2 separate regions of the Sus scrofa genome follow, and region 1 is linked to region 2. A link is a contact called in public Hi-C data. All regions are on one chromosome and are shown on one strand. Each heading gives the region's core, a stretch centred on a gene start, on an enhancer-like site or on the middle of the called end of the contact. The rest is flanking DNA. Distances are from core to core; before and after follow the strand shown. Region 1 has its middle 110 kb from the start of PTPN20. Region 2 holds the start of GDF2 (growth/differentiation factor 2).

Region 1 (5,118 bases), core at 1,357-3,856, 210 kb after region 2:
CCCAAGGTCCTACAGGTTTGGGCATTGCAACCGGGGCCGTGGGGGGAAAGGGTGGGTCCCCGCTGGGTGCTCACACAGCAGCTGAGCCTGAGAGCCACCTGGATTGGCTCCCTGTCCCAGGGAGAGGGCGAGGCAGAGCTGCTGTACCGTCTGGAGGTGAGACTACCTCCATGGCCTGAGGGATTTACGCCCCCTTAGGTGAACCATTTATTCACAGGCACAGCAAGCCCCCTCTGGAGGCTTCCATAGGGAAAGTGCCACCATGCAGGGCATCTTTTTGGGGAAAAAATCACACAAGAGCTGCACTGAGGGTCTCCTTAATGCCCTAGAGCACAAAGTAAGGATCACTGGTCCCAGGGGCTCTGTGTCTAGAGAGAGGCAGTGCATGGCCATACGACCTCTGAGAGAGCCCTTGACCCCCCAGGGCCAGGAGAGCTCCTCAGAGGAGGCAGCTCCTCAGCTGAGCCTCACCGGGTGACTTCTGAGGACAGGGGCCATTCCTCCCAACACACACTCACACACACAGACACATCCCTCCCCCTCCCTGCTCCACTGTTTCCTCCTGGAGTGTCTCCCTGCTGACAGCATGTATTTGACTCATGCATGTCACTTACGTATTGGTCCTCTCTTCTACTAGCCACACACTGTGCTTCTGAGGGCCTAAGCTGTGTGACTTTGAGGAAGGTGTCCCAGCCTCTCTGAGCCAGGCTCCAGGCCTGTCTGTTGACCAGGTTTCTGCCTGAGAAGTAACCTTCTAAACGCATGACGTACACATAGGTAAGGTCTATTCTCTAGGCCTGTGTTCTGAACCAGTTTTGGCCTGAGTCTTCCTGGAGGATCCTTACATCCCAAGTCTTCCTTAGCCACTGTCCTCCAGGGGCCAGTCTGCACTTCTTTAATTTTTTTTCTTTTTAGGGCCATACCTGCAGCATATGCAGCATATGGAGGTTCCCAGGCTAGGGGTCAAATTGGAGCTATAGCTGCCAGCCTATGCCACAGCCACAGCAACGTGGGCTCCAAGCCGTGTCCGTGACCTACACCACAGCTCATGGCAATGCCGGAACCTTAACCCACTGAGCGAGGCTGGGGATCAAACCTGCATCCTCATGGATACTAGTCAGTTTCAGTTCATTAACCCCTGAGCCACAACGGGAACTCACCTGTCTGCACTTCTGAACAGAATGCAATGCTATCCTTTTGTACAGCACAAGACCGGCTACAGAAGTGTCTTTGTCCAGCCCATTTCTAAAATCACACTCTGCTTCTTAAGGTAAGTGATATTTGACAACTTTATTGGCAGTTACCTTACATTGAGATGTTGTGTACACAGCTCCAAATCTGGAGATGTGTTTCAACATAAAAATTCATTTCATTTTTGAAAGGGCTGTTGTGATCCCTTTTGAAAATTCACTTGCAGGTGCTCAGAGGATTTTTGGATTTGACTAGCAGGGAGGATTCTCCTCTTAATAAAGGATTTCCGCTCTAGATAGTATCTCAATGGAAAAAAAAATAAGCTTCCTCCAATATGAATATAATGAAGCTGGTGCCTTGGACATGATGTCCACTTCGTTTAAGGAAACCAAAGTGTCTCGATAAGTGGAAATAAGTGGAAATATTTTTCAGCAAACAACCTGCTGTTGCAATTTTGCTTAAAAAAAAAAAACTTCATAATCTGTTTCAAGTTCAGTGATAACTTTATGCAAAATGACCTCAAAGTCATGTGCTGTCTGGGTACCATAGACTCAACATGAATAAATATTGGCTTAGCAAGTGAGCTTTGTTTTTTTAATATATTTTTATTTTGTTTGTTAACAAGAAATGAGTTAACTTCTTGAAAGCCAAATACAATATGAAATAAAAGATGTAGTAAAGATTGGTACAATTTCTGTGTGGGGGAGTCCAGAGCCTTTACTAGGTGGGGTGGTGATTTTGTGAAAACCATCTGGAAACCTTATTTTTTTGCTCTGAAAATTGGGGGTGATGACACCTACCACAGGGTGGTTTGTTTATTCACTCAACAAACATTCATCACAAGCTTCAGAGTTCTAGGTGAGCTCCCTACAATAAGTGTCCTGTACCCAAGCTAGGACTGCAGCCCAGGCCTATGCAGGTGGGACCTTTGGCGCATCTCTAAGGGGCCCAAGAGAAGGCTTCCTAATCTGTCAGATGGGAGCAGCGGCACGTGCCTTGCAAAGCTGCCTTGAGAACTGAGGAAACAGTGAAATGTAAACCTCTAGCTGCAGCCGGCTTGTATTACTGGCAGGCCAGAGAGCACAGCAGGACTGTCCTCCCCTCCCACCCGGCCCCCAGGCTTCCATCTGGCTGGCAGGCATGGGTGGGGAGGCTGTGCTGGGCCAGCACGTTCTCATCTTGCCCACCTACCATGGACTGTTTAAGTTAATGTCACAGCTCTAAAATATTATCACTGGAGGCCATGAGATTTCAAAAAGAGCTTCCTTTCCAGAGCCACGTTGCTGTCTATAATTAGCGCAAGTTTCCATAAGCCTCACCAAGAGGCGGGAACAGCTGCCCCTAGAGCTAGATTTGTTAATGTAAGGCATTCCTGGGGCTTCTGTGCAGCCCAGGCTTCACTCCTCCATCACCCGCTTCCCTGGCCCCTGCCCTCAGCAGCCACCAGGCCCTCATTAAGGGATTAGCAACCTCGGCTGTGCAATGCCTTGGTTATGGATGCAAAAAATGCTGCGCTCTCTGCTCTGTCCTCCTGCCTCTTATCAGTGGTCCCTGAGCCGTGTTTGTGCTGCGGAAATCAAAGCAGGGCTTGGGCGGAAATTACGGACCACAGTGTCACACACTAATTACAGACTCTGGGGGTCAAGCATCAGGGAGGGACCAGACTTCCTCCATTCTCAGTCCCGCTGCTGCTAATGGGATGTTGAAAAGCACAGCTGGAGCTGCGGGCTGAGAAAGCCCACATTGCCAAAGCCTGTGAGAGAGATAAAAGGGTGCTGCAGTCTGCTCCGCCTCAGGGAAGATGACAGATCTTTCTTAACCAAGTATAAAATAGGGGTACTCCTATCTGGGCCCAGCGCCTGGGTCACAAAAGGCACTGTGGCCAGAGCCTGGCCACGTTGTTTGAACACCCCAGCAGTGGTCCATCTTCAACGGCCCTCTGCTTTCTGCACAAGAGGGTGGGAGGGGCCCTGGGGTGGGGGCAAATTTTTATGTTGGTTGCAACACATTTAGGACCTGGTAGGATGCTTGGGACAATTCCCACGGTCTATAGCTCTGTCATTAAAAAAGGAAAAAAAAAAAAAAAAAAAAAAAAGGAGTTCCCATAGTGGCTCAGTGGAAACGAATTCAACTAGGAACCATGAGGTTGCAGGGTTGACCCTGGCCTGCTCAGTGGGTTGAGGATCCGGCATTGCCGTGAGCTGGGGTGTAGGTCGCAGTCGTGGCTTGGATCTGACGTTGCTGTGGCTGTAAGGTAGGCCTGTGGCTACAGCTCAGATTCAATCCCTAGTTTGGGAACTTCCATAAGCTTCAGGGCCGGGGGTGGGGTGGGGGTGGGGTATCCCATCTGCCACAGAGGAAACGAATCTGACTAGTATTCATGAGGATGCGAGTTTGATCCCTGACCTCACTCAGTGGGTCAGCGATCTAGCGTTGCCATGACCTGTGGTGTAGGTCACAGATGCGGCTCGGATCCCCTGTTGCTATGGCTGTGACGCCACAGCAGCTGTAGCTCTGATTCCAATTTGACCCCTAGCCTGGGAACTTTGATATGCAGTGGCTATGGCCCTAAAAAGCAAAAAAAGAAAAAAAAATTAAATTTAACAACAGTTCTGAATAATGGAAATGAAAGTAGCTAAACATACAGGGGAAAAACCAAAATGTAACCCTGAACAGCTTCCCCAAGTGTTCTCTGTTTCCCAGGCTCTCAGCTCACTGGTCTGTGAGTAACTCCATCAATATGATCGTTCTCTGCCCTTGTCCCCAACAAGGCAGGTGCAAGGTGAAATCCTGGTGCCCTTTGAGTCAGTGGCTGAGCTCACATCCTTGCATGTGGGTGAGATAACACCCCCAGGTATCAATCACATCTCCCTCTCCTTCCATACTCACTCAAATCCTTCTTGTGACAGGGGGCCTCTGCCCTCAGCCTGACCCCAGATCCCAGCCCTGGACAGGTGACCAGGAGACTCCTACTGCTGCCTCCAAAGCACAGGTTAAAAAATATAAGACCACTAAGGTCAAGATCTGGCAATTTCAGCCTGGATAAGAGAGTTTGGCATGGGTTCCTACACAGAGAGTGTTCACATGCTCAGGAACAGGAACTGTTTCCAAAGCTTCTCATGGACCAGGAAGAGGCCCACATGGGCATAACCCCACTTGAGTAAGTGTGGCCTCTACGAGGGCCAGATAGTACTGCAAGGGTTCAGCTCAGAGCCTCTGCCCCACCCACTGTCCCCTGACCAGGACTCCCAGTGGTGGCATCTGCCATTCAGTTTGGAGTAATGGTCAGTCATGGCCCAAGACGATCCCCACTCAATGCAGCCATGTGGTCAGCCCCCATCTAGTGGCCCAGGACACTCCAGCCTCTTTCTAGACCCCTGCTGGAGATAGGGCTTTCAAGGCAGGGCCTGCCTGTGACTGGTGTGGTCTGTTGGAGGAAATACTTTACACAACCCAATAATTGGTGCAATCCAATAATTTTCTGCAGAGAGCTTCCGAGCTCCCCTCTCTCCCTCCAGCCTGTTGTCAAGCCCCACTTTTGCTGAACACGTTGTTCAACTTCTATATCACCCAACCCAGCTTCCTCTGACAGAAGGGACCTCACTTTTATTCAGCACCTACTATTTTTTTTATGTACGTAATTATTTATGTATGTGTGTATGTGTGTATGTATGTATGTATGTATGTATTTATGTAATTATGTATTTATACCCGTGGCATATGGAAGTTCCCAGGCTATAGGTCAAATCGGAGCCACAACTGCTAGCCTATGCCACAGTCACGGCAACATGGGATCTTTAACCCACTGAGCAAGGCCAGGGATTGAACCTGAGTCTTATGGATACTAGTCGGGTTCTTTACTCCTGAACCACAATGGGAACTCCAAGCACCTACATTCTCTAGGACAGATTCCACCAACTATGCCCT
Region 2 (4,644 bases), core at 235-2,734:
CAATATTATAAATCAACTACACTTTAATTTTAAAAAAAAAGGAAATTAAAAAAAGAAAATACAGTCTTGCTGGGCACGTGGCATGACCACAGCATCCTTTAAATAAGGCATACATCTGTTAGGAGTCTGCAGGTCCCAAGCCCAGGAGAGAAGAGGCCCCGAGTGCTTGGCTGGTTAGAGAGAGGCTGCAGCTGCAGAAAAAGGCTGAGCTGGGCAGCCTTAACTAATGTTAGTTAAGCGGTCAGCTGCTTAACTAACATGTGAACTGGGCAAGTTCCCTCAGGGTCTGCAAGCCTTGACTCCCCTGCTCACAAGATCTTGTCACCTACGTTGTGCAAATAAATTAGTAGACTTAAGTCCTAAGTTGACATTTATTATCTTCTAGTCTGCCTAAGTCAGGATAATTATTTAATGTTTGGAAAATAAGTTGTCCTCCAATGTTTCTCTCTTGAAGGAATTAATCTGAATTTTAAACACCTTTTGATGAGAGAGAAGCAGACATTCTTTCGGTGTTCAAAAATATACCAGTTGGTTGGATGGTAAATAAGCTGTCTAAGCAGGAAGGGGACAGTATGGCAAAGAGGAGGTAGGAGAAAGGATGGAAGAAAGGGAGCTGACATTTCCTCAGCACCTCTGGTGTTAAATGTGGCTTTGGGCCCAGGGAGGGAGAATCTTCTAGAGCAGAGCTGTCCAATAGAAATGTCTGCAGTAAGGGAACTGTTCTATAATCGCCACTGTCCTATAGGGCAGCAATTAGCCATGCATGGTTGCTGGGCACTTGCATTCAAGCTAGTGAAACCAAAGAACTAAATTATTAATTTTATTTCCTTTAAATTAACATAAATGGAAACATCAAGAGTCCCATGTTTCCACTGGCCGCCATATTGGGCAGCAGCATCCATGGACCACTGAGCCCCCCGCCCCCACACCAGGCGCCCGGATGGGCTGACTCTACCTTCTACGCTGAAGCTGCGCACGATGTTGGACGCGGGGGTGGACGTCTTGTCAGTGGTGTATCTGTTGTACAGGTCAATCATGTACTGCGGTGGCTCAGCTCGGGTTTTGTCCTGGGAGGGGACCCCGCTCAGGTTGAGACTGCGCAAGAAATCCACCTTCATGTTTTCCAGGAACATCCTCAGGTCGAAGGTGCCCCGTTCCTGCTCACCTCCGGCCCCTCCTAGCAGGCGGTGGGCATCTCCCCCAGCCGAGGCCCTCACCCGGCTGTCCAGTGGCTTCCCCTGCGTGGAGCACACCAGCAGGGAGAGCGCCACAGGCAGGGCCACCCAGAGCACCCCGCGACACATCTTGGGGTGCTCTCTCCCTGCTTCAGAGACTGCGGCAGCTGCAGTGTGTTAGCGGGTGCGGGGAGGAGCCCGGAAGGAGCCGGCACGCATTGTCCTGCCCACAAGCTCTCCACCGCGCACCCCACGCGCCCAGGCCCGTTCACAGGCTCTCACCCACCCGCCGTCCCCGGAGTGCCCTCCACTTGTTCTTATCTGGCCCTTGATGCTGTGTTCAGGCCTCTTATCTGAGGGAGAGCTGCGTTAATGAAGGCTCTATAAACATCTGACAAACACACAAGACTTGTGGGAAGGACAAGGCCTGCTGCAAAGAGTCTGAATTTCTCTGTGGGGTTATCGCCCCCTAATTAGGATCCTTTCTCATTTCCTTGCCAGCTCTGTTCAGAGGCATCTTGAGACTGGGTGACATATGTTCCATCTCCTGGGCCAGGGGAACAAAGAATCCAGGAAACAAACAAGACCCAAAAGTCCTCCAAATATAGAAAAAACAGCACAAAACTCCCAGAAGACCCCTGCTAACCACTGGGACCTAGTGTGGGCAGTGGGGTGGGAACCTTATGTCAGAGTTAGTAAGAAGCCTACTTCCTGTGCAACTGCAATAAGCACTTGTGGCTCAAGTACCTTGTGTCTCGGTTTCTCGTCTGTCCAGTGAGCTCATGGGTGAATGTGGCACATAGAAGTCAGTGAGGTTATGGAGACTTTGGGTCAGACCAGATTCGGGTTCAAATCCCAGGTCCCTCACTTACTCCCCACAAGTGTGTCCTGGAGCAAGTCATTTCACCTCCCGAGTCTCTGGTTCGGGAGAGAGTTGTAAGATTTAAGGCGATTTGTGCTAAAGGTCGTGGTAGTCACCGTAAGCCCGTCAGTTGGGTGGCTGCATTCTGGCTGCCACTTCTCCACCTTGGGTCTGACTGAGAGAGGAGCTAGGGAGGCAGCCCTGTAGAGATCCTGGCCTGGTCTCTATGAACACCACTTACACGGTGAGACCTGCTGGCCCCGGGATCCCAGAGGAGCTCTGTCACTGGTCTCAGATGGGGCTGATCTTTGCTCATACTCATGTCAGCTGGGCGGCTGCATGAACCACACTTGTCAGTCAGGAGAACCGTGCCGTCTGAGACAAAGGACAGGGAGGGGGGAGCTCTGAGGCCAGGACATGTCCAGGAGACGTCCCCCTGGCCTAAGGAAGCCAACAAGCTGTGGCGCAGTCTGGGCCTGTGAGGTTCCGGGGTCTGCGACATTTTAGAACAGTGTGCCCACATTCAGACTCTGTCCATTTCCATCACTTGCGGCTTGATCACAACAAAGGATGAGCAGAAAAATATTCTGGGGGTCAACTTTGAGGAGTATTTAAAGACAAAGTTTTCCCAAGCTGGTGGGGCTCCTGGGAAGGGGTTACAGTGAGTGGAGGAGGTTCAGGAAGATGAACAAGGGGCCAGCGCAGGCAAGATCAGAGATCCCAGCATGCACCATCCCTACTGGGGGTGGGCTGAATCCAGGAAGGCCCAGTGGCCGGGTCTGGACAGAACTTGCTGTCCCTATCCCCTGGGACACTGCCAAGGAGGCTGGATGGGAAGGGTGCAGCTCCAGAAGTACTGCTTGCCGAGGAGGGCAGGAAGCATGCTAGGCTTTGAGCCAGCTCTGGGCAACAACTCCCTGAGGCGGGGAAAAGATGAACCCACAGCCCAGGAAGTGGAGCTGCAACTTCACAGCAGGGATCGAGCCTGGAGGATCTGGGGAGCTGGGCTGGCATTCCCCACAGGGCTCCAGTCTCTGCGGGCAGCCCAGAAGCCTGTCACATTCAAGAGGCGGAGCCAAGGGAGAAAGGGAGCTGGCCTGAATGTGTTCTCAAAGCTGGAGGAGCTGTTATGTTTTCTTAAAAACATGACAGATTTTTTTTAACCGATTATAACAGTAATATAGTACAGATAATTTGGGAACTGCAACACATTAGAAAGGAGGAGATAAAAATAACCTGTGATCTCACCATCCAGTAGGGACACAGTTAACATCTTGAGATATATGCAGCTCCACAATCCCCTTTGTTGTTCATAGGGTTTACAGAAGGTTTATAGGAGATAACATTTCTTTATCCTTGGAGATCTAAAAGTATATTTACTTTGCCTTCAAAAAATAAAAGAGAAGAGTTTTTGTTTTTTTTTTTTCTTGTGGCAGAGTTTTAAGATTCAAGAGTGCTTTGAGTTTCAGAAAGCTCCAGATTTGAGAAATGGTATGGAGTATATACTGTAATATCCTCAGTGGAGTTCAGGACAACATCCTATAACCAAACACATTAATATTTCTCTAGGGAAACAAATAAAAACACAAATGTCCACTTAGGTCCAGTTTTGCCCTGAAAGGAATTGAAAGAGACTTCAGGTTTTCTAATAGTTTCAGATTTGGGGATTTCATATAACAGGACTGCAGACCTGTTTATATATGGGGTCACCACACTGGGCCATGGAGGCTGCATGTGAACCCTGTCTGGAGGTCCTGGTCACATAGACTGGGTGAGGATGGTACCACCAGAATTTTGCATTGTGGCTCTGTATTTCTGGAATGATCTGCCCCATAAACTCAAGAGTATCAATATGTCCACATCTCCTTTCTTTTATTTAAGTCATTGCATGAGCCCTCCTGATTCCTATTATTGAAAGTCTGGTCTCTCAGAGCATCCCTTTCCTGAACTGTCCAAGGATGCTGTAGTGATGGTATAGTTCAACTTCTTACTGCTGGAAGGGAGGCATGGGCTAGGGGTCCTGGCAGGTTCTACCTGCTGTTGCTTCTCAGTGACATCCAGTCTTGATGTTGGGTGCATCCCACACATCTTATAGCTACTGGTGCACAGAAGCTGGGATGCCCTGGCTGGTCCAGGTATCTGCCAAGGTTCCCATGATGTCTGCCTTTGGGCCCCAAGGTAACAGCTTTCTTAGACATACTAAGCTTGCACTTTCTCTGGAAGGCATTCCCCTGTGGCAGGTGACTGAGTTGAGGGGCCAGCCATGGTCACTCTGATCCCATCCTGCTGTCTCCCATAAATGTCTAGGTTCTTATGGGGAGCCTGAGTTACCAGCCTAGGCTCCCACCTTTCTCTAGTTGATTTAGGGACCTCATTACCTTTGGAACAAATGGGCCTTAGTCCATCTAAGCAGATCCCCTTAACTCTGGTCTCAGGGAACAAGGTTTGAGTCTTGTTTGGTCTTTTCCAGAATATGTGGGATCCTCATGCAAAAGGACTGCCTCTCTCTCCTGCCACCAGCTTTCTATTGCTGGGCCCCCAGGGATGGGATTTTTTTTCTTTCTTTTTTTAGGGCTGCACCTGGAGCATATGGAAGTTCCCAGGCTA

The links. Hi-C and Micro-C count contacts between places; a contact is called where the count stands out from the background.
Region 1: a contact with region 2 is called in a Hi-C map of liver, with 2.2 times the contacts expected there. The contact joins the enhancer-like site here to the promoter of GDF2 in region 2. A contact is called at or near these places in 20 of 47 Hi-C or Micro-C datasets (adipocytes, adipose tissue, embryonic fibroblasts and 10 more) and 2 of 2 datasets of contacts at active chromatin or transcription factors (alveolar macrophages and skeletal muscle).

Annotation. Positions count from the first base shown.
Region 1 is chr14:88,724,280-88,729,397 of Sscrofa11.1, forward strand. No RefSeq gene overlaps it. Among named protein-coding and RNA genes, the nearest start is that of PTPN20, 110 kb to the right of the region's middle. Within about 2 kb of position 2,607, at least 16 of the 83 cell types and tissues checked have an H3K27ac peak or open chromatin away from gene starts, as enhancers often do. A contact at or near this core is called in fetal liver and liver, where this site is marked.
Region 2 is chr14:88,511,932-88,516,575 of Sscrofa11.1, forward strand. It overlaps GDF2 (growth/differentiation factor 2), which reads right to left and starts at 1,485. Exons shown (of 2, transcript XM_003133104.5): 1 at 956-1,485. The coding sequence starts at 1,304. All of the region lies in intron 2 of ZNF488 (zinc finger protein 488), which reads left to right.